2 separate regions of the Mus musculus genome follow, and region 1 is linked to region 2. The links are chromatin contacts, called in public promoter capture Hi-C maps. All regions are on one chromosome and are shown on one strand. Each heading gives the region's core, a stretch centred on a gene start, on an enhancer-like site or on the middle of the called end of the contact. The rest is flanking DNA. Distances are from core to core; before and after follow the strand shown.

The links. Promoter capture Hi-C pulls out the DNA fragments that hold promoters and counts their contacts.
Region 1: a contact with region 2 is called in a promoter capture Hi-C map of stem cell-derived epiblast-like cells, with 2.7 times the contacts expected there. The contact joins the promoter of Ccdc121 here to the promoter of Ephx1 in region 2. A contact is called at or near these places in 2 of 39 promoter capture datasets (HPC-7-derived erythroid cells and stem cell-derived epiblast-like cells), 1 of 115 datasets of contacts at active chromatin or transcription factors (pancreatic cancer cells) and 1 of 9 other capture datasets (macrophages).

What each region holds. Positions count from the first base shown.
Region 1 is chr1:181,509,309-181,516,917 of GRCm38.p6, reverse strand. Ccdc121 (coiled-coil domain containing 121) reads left to right here and starts at 5,467. Exons shown (of 1, transcript NM_207280.3): 1 at 5,467-7,285. The coding sequence starts at 5,533. The coding sequence ends at 6,504.
Region 2 is chr1:181,012,098-181,019,406 of GRCm38.p6, reverse strand. Ephx1 (epoxide hydrolase 1, microsomal) reads left to right here and starts at 1,838. Exons shown (of 9, transcript NM_010145.3): 1 at 1,838-1,980.

The DNA.
Region 1 (7,609 bases), core at 4,218-6,717, 490 kb before region 2:
TAAAAAAAAACCTGTTAAAGCAAACAAAAGCAGCCGCATGTGTCTCGGTGTTGTTTCTAATCATGTCAGGGTGCGAGATAAAATACAGAAGTCCTGTTTGAACTTGAGCTCTCTCTCTCTCTCTCTCTCTCTCTCTCTCTCTCTCTCTCTCTCTCTGTGTGTGTGTGTGTGTGTGTGTGTGTGTGTGTGTGATGGAATCTAGAGTCTCACACCTACTATGCAAGTATTCTGCTATTGAGCCATGCTGTGAGTGGCTGAACCCTGAATTTCATAAACATCGAGTAGTTTTTAAGGTGGTCATATGCTAAACATTGCATAGGATATGGTTTTATTACAAAAATAAGCACTGATTTGAAATTCAAATTTAGCTAATGTTATGTGCTTTTATTTGTTCAATCTGACACCCATAAATCATAGGAATGTGTGACACTCGATATTTTGTTTACTGTATTACCTCTGTGCAGAGAGTGGAAAAATCAGAGTCCTATTCCAGGATGTGAAGTGTGTTATCTCCCAAGCAATGAATTGTTCCCCCAACCCCTTTCTAAACAATCTGAAACATGCAGAGAAATTGATTGAGACAAAAGAACTGCCATTGAAAGCTCTCATTCTGATGGTGAAGGAAAATGAGATTTTGTAACTTGTGATTCATGTAAAAGAGTTGTCTATGAGCCCGGGGCCTGGGGCTGAGAACAAAGCAGAACAGGCAGGGCTGTTGTTAAGACATTCCTAAGAACAGCTTGACTGTAAAGATGAAAAAGAAAACAAGGACAAGCAGGGCTATCTTGTCTGAGTCAACACCACCTGGCCGGAACCTCCCCTCTGTCTACTGCCCCTCGACGCCAAGTCATACATCAACTGGTTGCTATGTGTACAAAGATAAGCCCCCAGCCCACAGGAACAAAGTTCTGATGCCCTTTTGCTGACATGTAATCTTTCTGTTAATGTTTGAATAAGCCAATAGTGTGTCGCTATGCTGAATTCCACACCCCTAAGCCCCTTACCCCATAAAAACCCCTACCTTCCAAGTCTCGTGGCCGACATCCGTTATCTCCTGTGTGAGATGCATGTCGGTCAGGAGCTCCGTCATTAAACTGCCTCATGTGATTACAGCAATGGATTCTCGTGTTTCTTTGGGTGCTCTCTCCCTCCCGAGACTAGAGTGGGGGGTCTTACAATGGAATCTACCGCACTGGTCTAAATTTGGTGGAGCCACCCAAAGGTGGTCCTGAGACAATGAGCCAGATGGCTACATAACCCAGATGTCAAAAATTAAAATACAGAAGAGCAAACAAATAAAGTGCCACATGGTTTTCCAAGTCAACCCTTTTCTGACAGCTCCAGAAAAATATTCCTAGGTAGCTGGGTGGTTGGTGTCCCCAGGGACCCAGCGTTGGGGACTATGTCTGAGAATAAGACCTTTCTCCTGGCTTCACAAGACAAGAATTAATAATGATGCCCCAGCAGGCCACTCATTAGGATGCTGAGTTTTGCAATTTGTCCCTGTGGGAAGAGATTGTTTGTCATTGAGGAGGTGCTAGCCTCAGCTTCTGGAAAAGGGAATAAATTATTTCTTACTCGGCACTCTTGCTGGCTCCTTAGCGCCACTTGTAACTGCTTAAATGCACAGAGAGTGGTAGGACTCTAAAGTGAAAGACCTAGTTGCCACTTGCAGGCTGCCACTTGGCAGACCCTGCTTTGGAGCAATTGGCCAGGATCTGTGTGGCATGGAAGTCCTCTGCCTTGCTCAGTTCCCATAGGCAGAGCAAAAGGAAGCTCGCTGTTCTTGCTGTGTTCATAGTCTGCTCTGGCTTCCTCTGGCTGTGAAGAGCATCAGGAAGTGTGCTGCACTGATGGGTGTATCTGGGGAGTTCCTTGGAAGCTCAGAGGGCACAGGGTGGGTAATGTGAGCCCTCTCTGGAGTGAGAAGGGTCTGACACCTGAAAGCGGACTGTATCACTTTCTATGGGTTCACATTGAACAAGTAGCTGTCTCAAGTCTTTGTCTCCTCATCTAAAAAATGGGTATGACAAGTCCATCTCCCTCTCAAAGGGCATGGAGCAAATCCCTACTGAATGTACTACTGATCTGAAAATTCTATCCCTTGAGCTGGCGATCTCACCCCATAGCCATCCCATCCTAGTGCGTCCTTAGAGCCACTGACAGTAGTTAGATGATCAACTTTGAACTCTGGACCAAAGATGATGGGTGGAACAATGTCTGTCATAGCGGGAGTATAAGATCCATAGCATGATGGGAAATGTTCATGTGGGCAGAGCCCAACAGTAGAATCAACAATAGAGCTCCTGGTTGGACTACCAGGAAATGTCCATCTTCCAGAATGTTCCTGACAGTGGGCAAGGGTGTGCTTCCTTCCTGGATCTGGGAGTAACATGCCCGTGGGACCCAGGAAGGACTTACGGTCTCACTGGGCACAGCTTTTCCATGATACCTGGTAGGAGGTAGCATCGGGGTACAATGGCTGAATGAAGTCAGGGAAGAACATTTTATCCTCATGTGCCCCAAGTCAGAGAAGACAGAAAAGGGAAGCTTATCCCAAGATCCTTGTGGTCACCCCAGTCCTACCTAACACAGCAATATAATCAATCCTTTTTAAAACTATGTATTTACTCTGTGTGTGTGTGTATGTGTGACATATATACCATGGCACATGGGTGGAGGTCAGAGGACAACTTGTAGGAGTTGATCACCTCCTTCCCTCATGTGGATTCAGAGATGGAGCTCAAAGCCATCAGCCTTGTCAGGATTACCACTCTCTAACGATATACGTGCATATCCATCTTTCCTTGCCATGTAGCCATGGGGTCAGAAGTGTCCCAAAGTGACTTCCAGGCAATGCCCTTAGAGGATGGCAGGTAAGTGTCCCTGGCCACTTTCTCCCCATCTTTTGGAATAGGTGAGCATGGTGGCAGAGAACGGGGTGGGGTGGGGTGGGGTGGGGCAGAAGATACACAGGAGCCTGAGTCCTTGAAACTATGACCAGCCATGTTTGCTCTAGGTCATCCCTCAGAGGTGTGTGTGTATGTGTGTGTGTGTATATGTGTGACATGTGTGTATGCACATGTGTGTATATATATATGTGAGTATACAGGCATGTGTGTGTGACATGAATGTGTGTGCATGTGTGTGTGTGTGCACTTGTGTGTGTGTGTGTGTGTGTGTGTGTGTGTGTACAGGTATGGAGACCAGAGGTTGCTGTCAGGTGTTTTGCACTATTCTTGTGTATATTATTTAGAGACATGGCCTCTCACTGAACACAGAACTCAGTTTCAGGTAGATTGGTGCTCAACAAGCTCCCAGAAGCTGCCCGTCTCCACCAACAGCTATCCAGTGTAGCCCCAGCACTAAGGTTACAGATGTGTGCAGTTATACCAGGCTTTCATGTAGGTTCTGGGGGTCCAAACCCATTCCTCACGCTCACACAGGAAGCAAGCTCACTGAGCCATCTCCCTAGCTGGGGACTTCACCCTTTTTAAACCTATTTTATTATTTATATACGTTTATCATACACATTTGAACCAGACTCTTCTAACAGACACATCTTCTAAATAAAAAGACCTGAGATCATTAAAAAGAATTATTAGAGCAAACCAACCTCAACAGAAAGGGCTAACTGTAGGACCAGACATTTTCATCCCAGACAACCAGGAACGAAACTTTCAATGTTTGTGTGCCCATTAAGAACATTAGATAAACCCCCACCTCTCTATTTTATTTCAGAAAAAGGTTTGCTGTGTCTGGGTAGATTTACTTTGCAGTTTTCTTTTAATCCTTGTGATTGCCTCGGCATGAAGGACTTCCCATAGTTTTCTCTCTAAACTTAAGTTGAAGGCTTTTAAAGTCATCTGCCTCGATGCTCTGGGTGGCCCCATGGTTGTGTACCGTCCCTCGTGGCCTGGGAGACAGCCTACGCTCCTGCACCTTGCCCCGCCCATCCTGGATCATTATTGCGCTACCTTGTCTGCAGCTGTCTCCAGCTAATCACCAGTGTGTGAGTCTGGCGGCCAGAGAACTCGATTGTACTGTCATGCTGAGGCTCTTTTGGTTTATTTGGGCTTTTTTTCGCAGCTGGCATCTGCGAAAGCCCATCTCCAACAGATGAGTTAGCACAATTATACCAGTTATGGGCACTCGTCTGTGTCTCACATCCTGAATCTCCAGGAAATCAAGGCAGAGCCTATAGAAGCAGAGCTATTACCCAACATGGGCATTGTGTCTTCTTATATTTAGATTTCATGGGGACAGTGATTATAGAAGCCCCGTGGTTTCATATCTTCAAGGCATCCGGCACAGGCTGAGTTCCAGCTTGGGGCCATGGGGTGAGGGGAGCTGTGGTGTGAGGGGATATGACCGCTGTGTTTGTCAAACTCTGATGGCAAGAATCATTGCATTAACCCCAGATCCCTCTTTCCTCTCCAAAACACCCAAATCAGAATCTCAAGGGAGCAGTCTGGGAAACCATCACTGGAAGAATCCTTGGGCAGTTAGGGAATCACTCTCTGGGAGAGTATAACAGTCTTGCCAAGGGAGCCAAAGGGGTCGGGGGTCAGGGGTCAGGGGTCAGGGGGCCCGACAGATCCAACTACCTATAGTCCTGGACGAAGATGTTACTTCTTAGAGCTTCCACATCCTTTCATGAACTCTAAGAGATCTTATCTGTATTCAAGGATTGAGACACTGAACAGCATACAGAAGACTCTGCAGTCGCCCTTAACTTTGGCCCCACTAGGAACTGGGTCTGCAGAAAGAGCCCCCGACACCCTGATGTAGACTATACACACCAAGAGAAGGCAGAAGACATGGACATTCCATGCACAGTCGATTGCCAGAGGCTGGGTAGGCCTTTTAGCCACCTTAGCATCTGAAGGACCCCCACTTAGGCTCAGAGCTTTCTGAGGATTGGACAGAGGGTTTCTTTGTGAGTGGGGAGAAGGCAATTAGCGGGTAGTCCTTAAAACTGCAGTCATATATCCACAGAAACCAATTCTCTGGACTCTTACCCCTGGTTCAGAAATCTTGAGTGATGATTGTCCTAAATCACCTTAGATGTTCTATATGGACTTTACTGGTGCTGGGTCATCGGTGCTCATACAGGCCTGGCCTAAAACCCCTCTCAGCTTCAGCCACCTCATGCACTGCGTGGTGAGGCCCGGACTTGGAATCCAGGCTGAGTATGTTGACAAACTCTAAAAGTCAAGCAGGTCTGTTTTCTCTACCCTCCTCGTTATGAAGGGAGGACATATGCTGTTCTGACACCTGTCTGGACTTCCTGGCACTGGTTTGGACAACAAACAGTGTGACTGTTTAACAAAAAGGAAAGAGAGTCAGAAAAGCCCTGGACAGCCTCTGACCTGCTCTGACTTCCTGGCAGGCTGAGTGTCGCTTGGTCGCCTTGACCACCAGAGGGAGAAACCTTGGGAACATTTGCTCAGGACTCTGTGCCCTGAAACAACAAACCACCATCCCATGCTCTCTTGCAGTCACTCTCCTTGACCTGGGGATTCAAGGAGTATGCTTGCCCAGAGCCCTGGAGATGCACCCCCGCCAACACCACACCTTACTATTCTAAATACATATCTCAAGCCAAAGTTGCTAACGAGCTTGGAGAAACGGGTAAAAAGGAAGACAGTGGTGGCGATGAAGGAGCTGAGCCAGCAAATCCAAGAAACCAAATGCCGGCGGGAAAGGCTGCTGAAGGACAGCAGGCAGCTACTAGAGGAAAAATACCGTGTGCAGGCTGAAAACCAGCTTTTCATGGAATACCTGCGTAAAAATAAGGAACAGTGTGAGAAGAAACAGGAGGAGCTGTGGAAGCAGTACGTCCAAGAATGTGGCGAGATAGAACGCGAGAGACAAGAATTGGCATCCAGATACAACCAGAGAAACGCAGCTCTTCAAGCCCAGCTCCTGCAGGGCAGAAAGACCCAGAAGGATTTGAAGCAGCAGTTGCAGGCACTGAAGCCAGTTTACAAGATAAAGGAGGGCCAGGACGTGAAAATACAGACCTTGGAGAAGGAGCAAGAGAAAGTCCGAAGTGAGACTGCGACCAAGGACCGGGAGGCGCACTTCCAGTTCCTGCGGGAAAAGGCACTGATGGAGAAGGAGCTGCAAGAGTGGCATCTGATGGAGCTGGGGCAGATCAACACCACGGGGCTTACGAGGAAGTACAAGGCCTTGGCGCTAGCAGCCAAGCAGGCTCATTCTGAGTTCTGTGGCAGTCTCCACAGGGAGAACCAGCAGCTACGCAAGGAGCTTCAGCAACTGAGCCAGGAGTACGGCAGGTTGGATGCTGTGAGGAGCCAGCTGGAAAAGCACCGGCAGCTGGCGAAGGAGCAGCAGTGGTACCTAGAAGCCTTGACCAGAGGGCGGCAGCGGCTGCAGGCAGAACGCGAGCGCCATCATCGTGGTCATAACCCACGCCTCAAGGAACAGAGAGCTTCAAAGACCATGCTGAGCACCAAATCAAAAGCAAGTTCAAAGTAACAGCTACTGCAACTGAATTGAGGCGCAGGGAATAATCTACAAGCCAAAAAGTATCCTTCGTGGAAAATAGAAACACACTTTCAGGAAGGGCAGTTGTTGCAGCATGGGGTCGTGCTCCTTGTCTGGGACCCACATCCTCACTGTCTGTGTCCCTGGGGCTGTTGTAGATTCCGGAGATTTAGAACACTTGGAAAACTTTTTAACGGGTTATACCACCCATTTTTATAGTAGCATTTGAAATTCTCAGAGTACCTAGTTAAGACATGTATTTTACCACACTTTTTTTTTCTTAATGTGTACTCTGCAGTCCACAAAGTATAGTGTATAGCTTACATGTTCTATGTATTTTGGGCCATTTGAAGCAAATAAGAATCTTATTTTAAATTGTAGGGGTTTGTTGGTTTAGAAGGGTTTCAGGTTTGCATTTGTGATGAACTGTTTTTGTTGAACTGTGGGCTCTGGTCTGGAAGAATAGCCTTGTTTTTGGGTCATGCCCCTGCATGGGGAAAAACATAGCCAGCTTCATGTTTCTCAGAAATTTTTGGCAATGAAAACTTCAAGGTAACTGTTTAGCTTTATTTATGTGTAAAACAGTTAAAAAAAAACAACAGGATTAAAGGGTAACTTAGCTTGTCAATGTGCCTTATCATCTACTTTTAACATTGTTGGCGAATATATATACTTTGCCATTAAACAGGGTTGTTAAAAACAAAATTTAACTGTAATTAGTTCTTAATGCTCCCCAGATTTATTAATGTAATAAAAATACTATATCCCTCAATATTTTATGGTATTATTGCCACCCCTTTGAAATGACAGAACATGCATGTGATGATGTACACCTGGTAAATAATGTAAGCATCCTGACTTGGGGTCAGGCCACTATGTCACTGGCTAACAGGTGGGTAGTGTATACAGCATGGACGCACTGGGCAAGGATGATTTGTGACCCTTATGTGATGCCAGCATGGTACAAGGTCTCACAACACTACTCAGACACACAAAATATATGAATTGCATTCTTCCAGAATTTTCCATTTTGTTTTGGACTGAAACTGAACACAGACAACTGAAAGGTAGAAAGGGACGCCGTGTGTCAGGGGAA
Region 2 (7,309 bases), core at 589-3,088:
TGCTAACGTGGAACATTTTGTTAATTAGTGATTGATGGATATGAGTGGACCCAGCCCACCAGCCATCTGGACAGATGTGTCCTTAGCTGTGTAAGGAAGCAGGCTGAGCAAGCCATAAAGAGCAAGCCAGAAACAGTGCCCTCTGGTCCAGTTCCTGCCTTCAGGTTCCTGTCCTGAGTTTCTGTCCTGACTTCCCTCAGGGATGGAGTGTGTCTGAGTTTCCAGCTGAAACCAATCCCTTCTTCCCTGTGCTGCTTTGATCACGATATTTTATCTTAGCAGTAGGAGACCTAACTAAGACAAGTAGGTTTATCACATTCACAGGATGATACATCCATCACCAGCAACTAGTGTTATGGTTTTGTCTTTTCTTTTCTTTTCTTTTCTTTTCTTCTTTCTTTCTTTTTTTTTTATTTTTAGTTATTTTCTTATTTTTTGAGACAATGTAATTTTTTTTATTTATTGTTATATGTAAGTACTGTAGCTGTCTTCAGACACACCAGAAGAGGGCATCAGATCCCATTACAGATGGTTGTGAGCCACCATGTGGTTGCTGGGATTTGAACTCAGGACCTTCCGAAGAGCAGTCGGTGCTCTTAACCTCTGAGCCATCTCACCAGCCCCTTTCTTTCTTTTTCAAGACAGGGTTTCTCTGTGTGACCCTGGCTGTCCTGGAACTTTCTCTGTAGACCAGGCTGGCATCATAGTCAAAGATCTGCCTGCCTCTGGCTCCTACTCAAGGAATGCTGGGAATAAAGGTGTAGCCACCATTGCCCAGCACATTAGAATGTTTCCATCTACACTTTGTTAAGAACAATACGTTTACTGCTTTGCTGAATGGCTGGAGGCAGCGCTCCTGTGGGAACAGTTTAGAGGGCGCTATGAAACAAGCCTGGACTATACACTGCAGAGGAGGACGGCAGGTGTGCAAACGGTGTGCTGGGGAGGGGAAGGAGCTGCAGTACCTGGAAATCCCAGGTTCCCAGAGAGGATTGAGGACACACTATCCAGGAGTTCCACGGAGGCAGGAATGAGTTGAATGTGTTCACTGGAGAGAAACCGGCTCTCCGTTAGAACGGAGAGGGTTTGGGCCATGATGAGCAGCGAAGGAGGCTGGAGATCAGAGGTGAGAGGTGAAAATAGGATCCCTACGCTTCACATGTGTGTAGGATGATAAACCTGGACCCCGCGGCAGGCACTGCTAGGCCCTCACAGTGGTGTGCCTGGTCATCTTGTCTGTGTGGCTGCTGAAGCCTGAGAAGGTTCTAGGCGAGTCTTAGGAGGGCCGCGGGGGTAAAGACAGGGCACTGGGCAGGCTGGCTAATGGAGAGCAGGTTAGCCCCAAGGGTGCCAGGAACTGTGGTTGTCCTACTCCTGCTTGCTGGCTAGGCAGCGCTCTCTCCCTCCTCCCTGTGCTGGCCTCTGCTTGGTGTCCATGCCTCCTGGGCTTCAGATCAGCCAGCCTCACAGGGTGCACTTAACGACAAACTTCAGGTTTGTGTGTTCATTCCACACTTCACTATTTTATTTGTGGTTCTGGGAATGAACTCCAGCGCCTTGCCCACGCGAGACACTCTACCCTCAAGCTTTATCCCCAGATGTTTGCTCACTGACTGGTTCGCTTATAAAATGGTTACAACGAACTGCTAGGAAGGTGAGAGGAAGGCTGTAGCACCAGGCCAGCTTGGGCTCTTGTGTGTAGAGTCCACAGACTGCAGAGTTTAAACTGCCAATACCCTGTTCAGAACAGCAGACTTTGCCAGAATAGGTGAAACACCTTAGCTAGATGCTCAGCTAGCCTTGGCCAACCAGCCAACTCGGGGGTGGGGCCAAGGCCTGGGCGGGGCTAGTGGGGGCGGGGCTAACAGGCAGCTGGTGTCACCAGCTCAGCAGCAGGCAAAGAGGCTCAAGAGGAGTTTGAGAGTGGAGGAACTGCACACCAGCCGCCGCGGGAGTAGGAACCCGAGAGCGACCCTGACAGTAAGCTCCGGGGACAGCAGCGGCACTCCAGCGTGAGAGTTGCGAGGGCTTCGCGTATCTCCCGCAGCTAAATGCGCTTCCCCTTATCCTAAGACCGATCCAGGCGTGCAATAGGCCATGCTTCTTAGTCCTGCATCTGATGCTCCATCCTCTTCCAGGGGCGTCAACCCCTTGCTTGCGCTTCGGAAGCAAGGGGTGGGTGCTGCGCCTGACAGCGATGCTGGCTCCTCAGCCCCCTGGTTTCCCCGCCCGCCCGCCCCCCCATGCATGTTTGTCCCTTGGGTTCCAGGCTTGCTACTTGCCCAGGCACCTGAGCCAATCCAGGTAGCTGAGGGCGCCGTCCAAGTGACTCTTAATTTTAACTTCTCCAGTCTGCACCTCCCGTCATTTAAACTTCCGGCGGCCAGAAGTCTGGATAGCCTTTCTGGCATCTGGTTGGCGGGATCAGGAGGGAGGTGGAGGGATCCGGTATGTATGCATGCGCGTTGACAGTAGGGCTGTGCCTTTGCTGGCATTCTGTGCTGCTGGCAGGATTGTAGAGATGGACATCTGCGACATTTGCTTCTCTGCCTCCGATTTCGGCCTGATCTTTTTTTTAAAGTCGCAGAGCCCCAGAGGCTCACATTGTTTTTACTGTGACAGTGACTTCCTCCCTCAAGTGGAGGCTTTCACTGGCTGTGCGTGGTCTGACTTCACACAAGACTTGAAGCTGAGGGGGCTGGGGGGAAGGGTGGAACAAAAACGTGGGCGTGTTCAGCAAAGACTTTCCATTCCCTAATACCCACACCAGGCGGGCCACGTGAGGGCTTCCTGTGTCCCTAAAGAAGTATGTTCAGTGCAACCGTGCTCAACGACACGGACTGACTGTTCAGACACTGCCCCCCACCCACCCACCCTGGGGATAGCAGGGAATGTGTTCTCATGGGCTCTGGGAGCTTTTGAATGCAGACAACAAACAAAATTCAAGGTCCTGGGTCAGATCCCCAACACCACATAATAAATAAACATATCTTTGTAAAATATAAATTATATTTGTGAGCTGTAGGAAATAGGAGGTCATAAAGAGGGAGCAGGACTGTTGACTAGAGAGGAAGAGGCCACACTTTCACACTCCAGAGGGTCAGGAGGGTCAGGAGTGCGCCTCACTACTCAGTATCCAGCTGCACAAGGCTGAGGAGAACATGCAAAGGCCCTGAGGCAGAGGTGCGCCTGCTGTGGGTGGCTTTTATGTCCTCAGTTGCCCTCTGGAAGAGAGACCAGAGTCAGTGAGGAGGCTCCAAGCTTTCAGCTGCCCCTCCGACCAAGAAAACAAGATTTCCCTAGACCCTCGGGTGCTCCTGGAGTCAGCTGGGTGACCTTCAGCACCATCCCTAATCCCCATGTTATCTGGTGTGACTGCACCAGCCTTTGGCTGTGCCTTACACACCTGCTGCCCAGATGAACTGAGAGGGAAATGCATGGGGAACAGAGGGAGGGATTTTTAGTGAAAGGGTGAGAGCCTCCACCAGACCCCTGGGGTCCAGTTTCTGCCCAGAGCCCAACTAGAGCACAGTGGTACCCACAAAAAGCCCTGTAAGGATGAGTAGTGTCTCTCCTCCATGCCCAGCAGCTCCAGCATGCCCAGGCATAGCCCTACTGATCTGGTGCCTCCACCCTTTTTGTTTTTTGTTTCCCCTGGGATCCTGGCCCTGGATCAAGTATTTGAAGGGCAGAGGCCCAAGTTCCACTTCCTGGTTCTTGTTTTAAGACCTCAGAGTATGGGAACACAGCCTGGCTGGAGGGATGAGGGACAACAGAGAATAAGATTGGAGGCAGGAGAGCCACTAGTCAGTGCCACTGGCCTTTTGGGGTTACCTGCAGGGGGTCTTCAGGCCAAGCTAGTATCATGGTGGAGTCACCAGGGAGCTGTGTTGATAAGACTGGGAAAGGATGTCCAAGAGGGAGCCCAGCCTCAGCCAGGAACCTTCTCCTGCATGGTGGTGCCCAGGGAATGGGGGGGGGGGGGAGGCGTCTGGCTCTCCATCCTCAGACATAATCAATTTCACAAACTGGTTCAAAGGAGCAAAGTGCCCTGCTACCAGGGCTTATTGATTTACTGAGGAAAACCACAGTTCATGCTTTCTCCCCAGAGAGCAACTGTTTTCCCTCTCAGAGTGTCTAGCGTGCTCCTTCCACCATTACAGGCCTGGGGTGACATCTGACTCCTGGCCCAGTGCCTGCCTTCCCTTGACTGCTACTTGGCCATCCTCACTTTCCTGTGGAGCCAAGCCACGGTGCAGAGCCACACCTATGCGCTCTTCCAAGGCTGAGGGGTTCACTTTAGGGGGACAGTGTTGTTTCAGCTGTGTTACTAAAATGTCTTTACAGAAAACTCCTCTTGACCAACTGACAAACAAGCCTTATTTGTGCTTAAGAAGGTGGAGTCTTTGCTGCCTCTAGCAGTGCAGAGGCTGAGGCGCAGTGATGCAGTGTGGGTGTCTCTTTGGCTCTTCTGCTCAGATTCTCTTCACTGAACTTCCTCTCTGAACTCTAAGTGCTCTTTAAACACAGGGCAATGCCCTTTAGTTCTTAGGGTTGTGATTTTACATGTGGTGATAAATTCAAGAGCCAGGCCTTCCTCAGCTGCAAGGACAGAGCTCTGCACTATGGCTGTGTGGCCCGTGGCTTTCCCTGTTAACATCCAGTCAGGTGCAGCTAGGATCTTAACCTCGGGTGCAGAAAGGGATTTCAGGGTTAGTCAGTATGAAGTAGAATTGGAGATTATTAAGAAAAGATTTTAGTATAGACGTTAAAAGAGCAACATGAACACGTATCTATTCGTCTCAGATAGGCAGCAATGACAAGTGATTCCACAGAAGAACAACTTGATGAACCCTTGAATGGACTGTGCTTACAGGAACATAAGTGAGGGAGTCTTTACAGCATTGTGGGTGACTTGGGGCAGTTTCATCACTGATAAGTCCCAATTTATCACCAAGAGCTCTACCCTCCCTTCAGGTAACTGTAGTTACCCTACCTCCTGCATACTCTACCAGCCCCACCCTAGCCCAGCCTGGGCCCACTTATACTGATAGCAAACTAGTGGTGGGCAGCTGAGGTGGTTTGAAAGAAAATGAACTCCCCATAGGTTCATAGGGAGTGGTCCTATTAGGAGGTGTGGACTTGTTGGAGAAGCGGCCTTGTTGGAGACAGTGTGTCACTGGGGCGGGCCTTGAGGTGTCAGATGCTCAGGCTGTACTTGTGGTTCTGTCTCTTCCTGCTGTCTACAGACCCAGATGTAGAACTCTCAGCTTCCTCTCCAGCACCATGTCTGCCTGCATGCCGCCATGCTTCCCACCATGATGACAATGGACTAAACTTCTCTACTATAAGTCAGCCCCAATTAAATCTTTCCTTCTAAGACTTGCTGAGTTGTGGTCTCTCTTCACAGCAATAGAAATCCTCACTAAGGCAGTGGGAAAGGGTAAGTGACTGATGGCCCTCAGTTCTGCTCCATCTAGGGTGTGTTAGGATCTCCATTGCCCTAGGCCTAGTTATCACTCCCTTGCCTTAATGTTATCTCTGCTCCTTGATGGTGATAGGATGGAGAAAGTTGCCACAGTGCCACACTGGTGCCCACCTCAGGGTGAGTGCCATTCCGAGAGGGTCCCACTGAGGTAGGTGCTTTGGTGGCTTTTGAAGTCTCCCTGTTCAAAGGATTGAGAAGATTGAAAATGTTTTAGCATTCACGTTTTTATCTACACTTTATTTAGCAACTAGGATTATGCTGAGGTTTGTGGGGTTCATTGTACACGTGTTTGCTGATAAGAGAGAAGTATGGGGTTTTTTTTTTTTAAGCAGGTCAAAGGAACTCTTACTACACGTCGCAAGGAGTTGGAGGCATGTGCTTTGACTGCTAAGCACGGTTAAGTCTTATTTGTGGGCTTCTCTCAAAGGATTATGGTCCCTTGCCAGCCATTTGAAAGTTCCTTGAAGAGACTTAAACAGATCCTGGGGTTGAGGGCTCCTCTATCTCCCTGTCTTTCTGTAAGTACTACCACAATGTTACAACAGTCCAGGGCCTCTCTGAACTTCCTCTAGACAGTGGATGCCTGACACATGAGTGTTCCTGCCATGGACACATCTGGCTGGCTTTAATCTGCCTGCAGTTTTCTTCATGACCTGGGAAGGCTGTGGGATGCCATGGTCAGGGTTAGGAGGTCCCAGAGCCTCCATGTGGCATCACAGGGACACAGTGAAACTTCTATAAACTGAGGACATGGCCACTCCAAGGCATGGTTAACTGGAAAGTTTTTATTGTGTATATGAGAGAGTGCCGCTAGAGGTATCCTGATGGGTTTGGAACAGAGAGAGAGAAAGTCATAAACTGAGCATGGCCAGCAGACTGCATGGGCCACGAGAGAAGGCTTGATTCTAAAATCCATCTCTAGAGAGATGAGAGCAGAGGTACTTGGCACTGGGAAAAGACAGATTAGCCTGTCTCCCTGTCACATACAAATGAAAGGCCATTTCCCCAAATGCTGGTGACTAGACAAACGCCGGCATTGCTCTAGAACTTGGGAAGCTGGCTTCCCTCTACTAAAGGAGCCATTTCCTTAACACTGGCAGAAGGGACAAACGGCTAACTCTGGTGCCTGATAGCACGACAAAGCCCATGCTGGCCTCCAGGTCCCTCAGTATTACAAGGGCCTAGCTCTTTCTACCTCCTCCAGGACCCCAAGCTTCTCCAGCTCATGGCCTTCCTCCCCAGCTGTCCATTTCTTCCAACCCTGCTAATTCTGCTGTGTACACTCTGGGTCTTCCCTTGATCTTCATCCCTCCATCCCCCAACCCCCACCCCACGCTGTTCTCTTGCTTCTCTCATGGCCAGGTCCAGTCTACTGGCCTTGTTCAATCTACTGCTCCCTGTCTCTGCTCTGGACTCTTCCAAGGCCTCTGGCTGTTCTCTCCCTCATATCTACAATGAAAACCTTCCTCTTCACCATGTCATGGAACAATCACATCACCAGCTCACACACTCACAGGTAAATTTACCCATGTTTTACCTTGGTTCCATGGCTTTCTATAAACTGTAAGAGGATGCTGTCTGGAGAAACTTAGAGACCCTCCCTTGTCTAAATTGTAAGCAAATCCGCTCTCCTTGGAGAGTTTGTTTCTTAAATCTTTTTAGAATATAAGGCAGTCAGACTGCAGGTTTCTGGACCTAAGTCCCCGGGGAATGTCAGGGCAGTTTAGGGGAGCTGGTCTTCCCTGCTTACTCAGGGAATTATGCCTTCCTTCTTGCTTGCCTCTGGCAGACCTACTGCCCAACCAGCTTGTCTCTCAGAGG